Linked DNA regions of Sus scrofa: region 2 is linked to region 1. The links are chromatin contacts, called in public HiChIP or PLAC-seq maps. All regions are on one chromosome and are shown on one strand. Each heading gives the region's core, a stretch centred on a gene start, on an enhancer-like site or on the middle of the called end of the contact. The rest is flanking DNA. Distances are from core to core; before and after follow the strand shown.

What was found. HiChIP or PLAC-seq counts read pairs in DNA pulled down with a chosen protein or histone mark.
Region 2: a contact with region 1 is called in an H3K27ac HiChIP or PLAC-seq map of alveolar macrophages, with 8 times the contacts expected there. The contact joins the enhancer-like site here to the promoter of LOC100152428 in region 1. A contact is called at or near these places in 1 of 5 promoter capture datasets (liver), 3 of 47 Hi-C or Micro-C datasets (embryonic fibroblasts, psoas muscle and skeletal muscle) and 2 of 2 datasets of contacts at active chromatin or transcription factors (alveolar macrophages and skeletal muscle).

Annotation. Positions count from the first base shown.
Region 1 is chr13:179,223,275-179,227,472 of Sscrofa11.1, forward strand. LOC100152428 (multidrug resistance-associated protein 1) reads left to right here and starts at 2,086. Exons shown (of 28, transcript XM_005670294.3): 1 at 2,086-2,349. The coding sequence starts at 2,278.
Region 2 is chr13:180,332,620-180,336,817 of Sscrofa11.1, forward strand. All of the region lies in intron 3 of LOC106505836 (a long non-coding RNA gene), which reads left to right. Among named protein-coding and RNA genes, the nearest start is that of USP25, 240 kb to the right of the region's middle. Within about 2 kb of position 2,367, at least 3 of the 83 cell types and tissues checked have an H3K27ac peak or open chromatin away from gene starts, as enhancers often do. A contact at or near this core is called in alveolar macrophages, where this site is marked.

The sequences.
Region 1 (4,198 bases), core at 836-3,335:
AGGCTAGCCAGAAAGGATGAGGTGCAGAGCCTGCAGAACTTGTAAAGTAGAGCGGAATCCCTGGAAAGATAAGAACCCTTCTTAACGAATCTTTCAGCAACCTAAAAAATTGAATATCGTCACAGGATATATGCCACACTCATTACTAAATCCCTAAGTCCTGTTATGCTACCTCTCTGTGATTGTCTTTTTGCTAGAAAGGGAAATAGCTATTTCACAATTCAGCCAGTACGGGAATTCAGTGAGTCAGAATGCTAATTTTGTCATTTGGATTTGTTTCTGTCAGAGTCATTTAATATTTTCTGTTCCTTAGGTAATCTGAATATTTCACTGAGCTTTCCTTAATTTAGCACTAAGCAATAAAAACTACTTCAAAACAAAATAAAACAACAACTTACGGGTCTATCTTGTCTTCTTTTTCATTAGCACAGTCTTATCTTGTATCTCCTTCAGGAGAAACTTGACATTATGTTGTAATTTTGTGGGGCCCCAGCTACGTTTTCCTCAATCCCCTTGGGGAGGGGTTCCACCCCTCCCCACTCCTGTTTCTCAACACATCTATAGCCTTCCCTAACTTCTCCCATTTCATTACCTTAGGGATTTCTCTTTCTTCACCAATCAGGGAGGTAATGACACCTTTTTAGAGCTGGGTGTTCTTGGAAATCTGTTTCCAGTTGCTAGAACCACCCTTTCCTGAGGAGACTAACCAAAGGGAGGGAGGAAGGAAAACTTCCTTGAGTTTGGAGCCTGAGCTATGTTTAGGTCCTCGTCCCCCACCCCCCCCCCCCCCGACCCCACATGGTACAGGTTCAAGTTTCTTCTCTCCTTATATGTGAAAAAGCAGGAACTAAATGTATAAGATGACATTGTCTTTTCTGTGTAGAATCCAGAGGGAAGAGTTTAAAAATACAGATGGGGAAAGGGCCCCTCAAGGAGAGGCTGCTGAATTGATCATGTCCCTATTTCGGCCTGTGAATTTGTGAAAAATTCTGGAAGAAGTGAGACAAAATGTCTAAGTTTTGAACTATGACCTCAGTTCTTCAGTCTTATTTACTTTAAAATGAAAACTACAACTTCCGTTTTGCATAGGGCCAGACAAATATGGTTTGAAGAGAGTCAAATAAATTGTGTTTCTAAACATTCCCCAGTATTTTAATTCCATGAGGTATCATTTGGTTTAATCCCTGTGTAGACATATTTGGATTTCTCAGTTTGACCTGTTCTGTGGGCAGACCAAAACTCCCCCTAAGTACCATCTTTGAGCCCCTTTCTTTAGGATACTGGCTTTTCCTTGTATTAAATATTTAATTTTTTCTGCCTACCTCTAGCATTGATTTCAAGAAGCAGACAGAATGTTCCTTGGTCCTGAAACACAATACCCATCCTTGTAAAATCATCACGTTGACTTATCCTTATCCCCACTACACAGAATTCTTACAATTACTCCTCCTTCTGTTATTTCAATTTCTAAGTCAATTGAAACAAAGTACTTCATCAGACCAATGACACATCCCATGGAAAATGATTATTTGCACACACCAACATTTCTTTATACAAGGTCTATGATCCATCAATATTTATTAAAAGGCAAAATGTCATCCTTAATTTTCATACCCCCCTTTGTATGGCACATATTTTATTTAGTTCTTTGCTACTCTTAGTTACTACAATGTGTTTCCACTTATTACATAGCTTTATGATTAGTTTGGAGAGTAAAATTTAGATTCTATATACTGTTACTGTTTTCTAATACTTAGGGAAGCATTCCATTAACGTTCTAATTTTAAAGCCCCTTGCAATAAAATTTCTGTAAAATTCTACTGACACTTGTTGTCCTTAACAGTTTTCTGTAGGGGACAGCTGTTTACCTTCTGTTTGCAAATAAATAAATGACATCCCAAGGGGAAAAGAGTTTGCTCTTCTATAGACAAGGGGTACGTTTTCTAAAGTAACCCTGGAAATTGAGAAATCTGGAGCTACTGAGTCAAGTGCAAACTTCTCAAAAAGCAGAGATCTTTGGACTCCACCGAAGGTCTCATTTCTTCTCAGCCCCCGCCTTCCTCCCTTCCTGCCCCAACTCGCAGCTCAGGGCGCTGGCAGGAAGTGCTGGTAGAGGGCAGGGCGACAGCTGACACGCCCGGCTGAGTGCTCCCTTCCTTCCACCTTCCAGGCTCCGGCGGGACTGACGGTCCCCTGCCAAGAGAGGTGACAGCCGCAGCACCTCTCTCCGCTTCCCTTAGCCGTCGCTGTCGCCGTCGCCAAGAATCCCCGCGGGCCATGTTTTCCAGCCTGTGGAGATGGGGCGCTAGCGGCTCCTACCAGCGGGTCCCCCAAGGCTCCTGGACGCAGGTAAAGCTCGGGGTGGAGCAGGGTGGGAAAAAGCGGGGCGGTTTTCTGGCTGGTCTGAGGGAAAAAGGAAAGTGGGGAGAGCTAACTGTTGAGATCTGGAAACGTGAATTGATGTCTTAGATCTTTGTTTTCCTAGTAAATCAGACACACACACGCTCAGGAGGATGGTGTGAAACTTAAACCTTCACTATCTCAGTGGAGGTGGCTGCCTAAGCAAAGAGGCATTTTTGAAGGGATTAGGTGACTCCCCTGTTACCAGAAACACACATTTGAGAAAAGAATGAATGGATTTGACTTTGACTGAAGGAGTAGAGGTCAGAATGGAAATTTACCATCAGTAGAGCCCATTAAAACCCCAGGAGAGATTCGGGATAAATAAACTGTGTGTCAACTGACAGAGTACAGGGACACTGAGGCCTCCGGAAAATCCAGAAACTGCAGACCTTATCTGTACCTTGATCTGCCACTCCCCTCTCCTCCCACAACACGTGCTTCCTCCACGATAGAAGTCATGTGCTAAGGAAAGGAACCCTGCAGTTGTGTAGCATATCTGGAGTGATTTCCCTAATAAAAACTCAATTTGTTTTATTTCTCACCACTATGCAAGACAGGATCTTAGAAATAGACCTTAGAAATAGCCCTTAGCACATGTGGGTTCTGTAGTTCTAAAAAGAAAAATTTTTAAAAAGGATTTCACATTCAGGGGACAGAACCTTTCAAATCCTGGCTTTTGTTAATAAGTACAAGCGTCAAATAAATATGACAGCCATTCTTCTGATTACATATAAAAATGACACTATATGAGAAAAAGAATGTATGTGTATGTATGACTGGGTCACTTTGTTGTACAGCAGAAATTGACACAATATTCGAAATCAACTATACATTAATAATTTATTGAAAAAAGAAACTATAAATTTCTATCAAGGTAAAACAAATAATATGTAAAGCACTTTTTTAAATCTATAAAATATAAGTATTGAATAAGTCCCCTTTTCACTTTACTGTAGACTTAATCAGGGAAATTGGTTTAACATCATTAGTCTAACTGCAGAGGTGGCCAAAGGCAATGAATTACAAATTTACAGGGTAAGAAATTGCTAAACCCAAACAATTCCCTCACCCAAAATTTCAGTGGGCTCTTCCAACAAGACTCCAGCAGTGTTTATTTCCTTGACTATTACTCAATCTGGATAGCTTTATGAATGAATAAGTTATTGATACAAGACTGAACACACTTGTTTTAATCACATTTTCTATTTGTTACTTCTGTGATGCAAGTTTTTTTTTTTTTTTTTTTTTTAAAGCTGATGGCTTCAAAGCATGTTGAAAACCTTGTGTGATTACATTTCATTGCTGAGACTTTTTTTTTTTTTTTTTTGCTTTTTAGTGCCACATCTGAGGCATATGAAATTTCCCAGGCTAGGGGTCAAATCAAAGCTACAGCTGCTGGCAAATGCCACAGTCACAGCAACATGGGATCTGAGCTGTGTCTGTGACCTATACCACAGCTCATGGCAATGCCAGATCCCCGACCCACTGAGTGAGGCCAGGGATTGAACCTGCATCCTCAGGAATACCAGTCGGACTTGTTCCCACTGCGACACAATGGGAACTCACATTACTTAGACTTAATATTTTTGACAAAATAGATCTCAGATAAAAATCCCAACCTAGCTTATAAGCCAAGAATGTGACTTTCTGGTTGTGTTTCTAGAGCTGGTATTTTGGGACCAATGCATAGGAAATGTCTAAAAAGGTTTTTACTGGCAGTGATTAGCACTCACTCATTCATACATTCATTCATATAAAAGACATTATGAGCTGGGCCTTGAAAATATAAAGATAA
Region 2 (4,198 bases), core at 1,117-3,616, 1.1 Mb after region 1:
CCAGGGACCGCAAGACTCAAGGCTTCCAAACTGCGTTTCAGAAGGTGAAGTGCCTGAGTAATGAGGCTTTGCCCACAGCACTGGGGTCGACTTGACCAGCTGATTTTAAAACAGTTTTGAAACAGTCGAGGGGCCACCTTATACCACCGAACAAAGAACTGCAGAGGTACAGCTGGTTGGAAATGAGTCCAGGGCCACGAGAGCGTTGATAACAGAGCGCGGAAGGGGAGCGGGAGGCTGATGGACTTTCACAATTTGGCTTCCTTCCACAGATCAAATGTTGATCAAAGGATAAAAGAGGATCAGAAAATGACGCAGAGACTCCAGGCCGGAGGTGCTGAAAAAAGGGGCCGCTTCATTAGACAATATGGTGCGAGGAATGTGAGGAGCAGCTGGCATTTCAGTTCCATTTTTTAAAATCCCCCACTTTATCACGGGTATTAAACTCGCGCCTGCGTCAATAGCTCCACACATGAATTTTCACTAGGTGGTGAGACAGCCCTGGACCATCACGCCAGCGAAACTCGATCGCCTTCCCACCCCCACTTATAAAAAAATCTAATTACAAAGCCACTGGGTGAAGGGAACCTGTAAATGTAATATGCCTGGACCTCTGGAATCCATTGGATGCAGCGCCTTGCGAAATCTGACTTGGAAAAAATTAATACAAATTGATTTGGACAGAAGTGCTGTCGCAGGGATTGAAAACTGGCTCAAAGACGGTAAACAACGGATAATGACAAATGGCAGGGCAATCAAGGAGCAGGAGCCGAGTTTTCTCTAAGAGAGGAGTGTCCAAGGAGCCTCCATGAGTCAGGGTTTGAGTTCATTTGGGGTCACCATGGGTCTTATCTGCAAAGGACTGAAAAACATATGAAGGAAATCATAGCAGACTCACAGTAGGAATGAGGGTAAACATTAATAAAAGGGGAATCAGACTGGGTCAAAGGAATGCTGGAACCATAGAAGGAGAAAATCAGTTAAAACTTATTATAAAGATGAGAAAATGGCCGGAAGACAGTCTTCCAAGACTCAGAGATTCCCGGCACAAGTGCAGATAAATTCAAACTATTTCATTTGACTGATGTTTACCTTCATCTCCCAAGTTTCCATGGCTACACCAATACTGATTTGAACAAAATAATGATAGATTTCAAGATAGTACATATTCTTAAATTTAAAAAACTTTATAAAAATATTTATTTATCCCCAGCCCTCCTGCCTTCAGAATCCAGATCTTTAGGTGTAGGTTAATTTGCATGCCGATTTACTAGCTGAAAAACCAGAAAGAAATAGGAGCTTGGAAGCATTTGTCCTTAGGCAACCAATGTGAAACATCAAGAGCGCAAAATGATAACACAAATTCGGTTTGTATTATTTGCACCCAGAGCTCACTTAGAACAACCAATTACTTTTTAACGTGAAAAATAAAAATTTCCCACGAGTATGAAATGATTCAACTGATCGCATATTGACTGCACTTCTATTATGTGTTGACTCCTTTACTAAAAAGTCGTGTTGTTTTGTGTGGGAGAAAAGAGTTGTTCCAAAGTCAGATTACAAAAAAATGAGTGCACACTTTACCTCAAGAGGTTTTGCTCACAAGTAGATTCTTAGAATGTCAGTGCTGACAAGGACCTAAGGCTCCTTGATTCTGATTCCCTTCCTTTGGGGCAAGAACTGGACCTCACAGAGAAATAAGACTCCGTTTGTTTCCTGTGTTCCCGTGGCCAGCCAGAGGCCCTGTGAGAATATCTGTCTGGATGCCTCTACATAACTGTGCAGCCAGGAGACCTCATGGAATCTTTCACTTTCCACATGCTCCCATCCTGCCTAAGATGCCACATCACCGCCATTCTTCCAGCCTGGCGAGGCCGAGCTTCACAGAAGCACAGAGCACTTTTCCATTTTGGAAACCTGACCAAGCCTGCTGACCAGGCTGGGCCGCTGACAGTAGCACCAGTCCTGACTCTCTCTGTGCCAGAGTGAACAGCACTCTAAGCCAGAGTCTTTCAGAACCTTGGGACCACTTAATCCCTCAAAGCTTTTCATTCCTGCCACCTTTGGCCTCCACCCAAAATGCACGCTCCAACAGTCCTCTGTCCTCTCACATCCTGGTCCCCACCCTACTCTTTGTTCCTCTGCTATGAGTCATCTTGCCATCCTCATTCCATTTTCCTGTCAAACTCCTGGCCTTTGCTCACATGGCTCCCTCCACCTCTCCTGCCTTCTCCCTGCACAGTCCATGTGGTGAATACCCATTCATCTTTCAAGACTCATCTCAGTCATTATCCCCTGCTTTGCAAAGGAGAATCTTCACCTGCTTCCTCCTAGCTGCCTTGCCCCGTAGAATTGACAAGTCTTTCCATTGTTGCTTAATAGAAGAAAAACCAGAGGAACGTAATTCTATGGGGCAAGGCAGCTATCACAGCTCTCTAAATGGTGAAAGAATTTGTTTGCATGTCTGCCTCTACTGGATTACAGTCTCTCTGAGGGCCTAGACTTTGTTTTGTGCCCTCCACTGTATTTTCAGTGCCTGGAACAGTGTCTCCTAGCATATAGTAGGCTCTTGTTAAATATTTTGTTAACTAGATGAGTATCGCTACTGGGCCATTAGCTTCTTGGAGGCAGGAACAATGCCTTCTTTCCTCACCACTGCACAGTTCCTGGCACATATGGCTGGAGAATCATAGTAACTTCTTTCCTCAGTGCCCTATGGAATCCATATGCTACTGTAAATAAATGTCCCTTTTCATTCAAGCATTTCACCCAGGTCCCCCTCAACCTAACCTTAAACGTGGTGCTCCCTTAGGATGACTCCCCTTTTCACCCTCTTGGAAAAAGCCTCCTCATCACACAGCCCCTTTTACTAAGACCCAAGATCTGCCTACTTCTGGATTCCCATTGCAACTCAAATTCTTTCCTCACAGGCAAAAGTATTGAAAGAGTAGTTAATACCCCTGTTACTAATCAGCCTGCAGTCTTCATCGCCACTGAAATGGCTTTTTCATGGGGTCAAATGCATTGGACAATTATTAAGCCTACTTTTGCTACTTCCAATTCTTAGCGCGTATGGTTCTCAACTTCTCTGTAATGTTTGGCACTTTCAATATGAAGCATTTTCCCCCTTCACCTGCTTTTTCCCCCACCTACTTCTCTGGTCCAACTTTTGTAGACTTTTGGAAAACTCTTCTATCTTATTCTTCATCTTGCATTTTCCCTCAGGCCTCTGAACCCTATTCTCTAGTTGAACTATCACCTTTAAGATGATGAATTACAAGTGTATTCTTCTTCAAAGGCACAGCCTCATTTCTCCATTTGTCCCTGGAAAGCCCTCATGGGTAACCTGAAACACTTTTAAAATCAGCCTTTACAAAGCTGAATTTACTATGTATCTTCTAACTCTTCTCTTCTATGGCATCTCTTGCTTAATCAAAAGTACCCCAACAATGATCCCATATCCTAGCTAGAAATATGGAGAGTATTTCTAGACAAGCTCCACTTTTTCCGCCTCAGAATCCTACTTCTTTCATTCCACACCTGAGACCCAATTTCTCTCACTCTACTTCCAATACTACTTTCACATTCATCCCCCCGCCTATCCCTATGACTACTGTGAGATAATAGTCTCTAATCACATTTCTCCTGTTTAACAAAGATAAAATGATTTATGTATGAGTATTTGCAGCATGTCTTCCTCCCCTTCACAAGAAATACTTAAGAACCATCTGCTATGTCCATAGTGATAATGGATCAAAATAATTAAGAATTAGAAATAACTAGAAACAGAATGAAGGGAGAGAAAAGATAATGGAGAGAAAGAACACATCTAAGAAGGCAAGAGAGGAGTGAAAAAATAATCCTGGAGCCCACACCTGAATTGAGGATGGGAAGAGTTCTGAGTGTAGTTCTAGGAATTGAGAGATACAGAAAGGTGTGTGAATACCAAAGGATTTTTACAACATGGTTCCTGACATTCTGATAAAGTTTTGCATTGCATTTAAATATTCTTGCCTCCAAAATTCCCTTGTGGCATCACAAAGAAACTAGACCCCGTGAAGACCAAGGTAATGATCCATACCTGGATTATTGCTGTAAAACATCTCTATGTAATGTCCTAGATGCTCCCTTCAAACCTCCACCTAGGTATCAGAGTGACATTTTAAAGACAAAAACTAGACCATGACAATACTTTGAT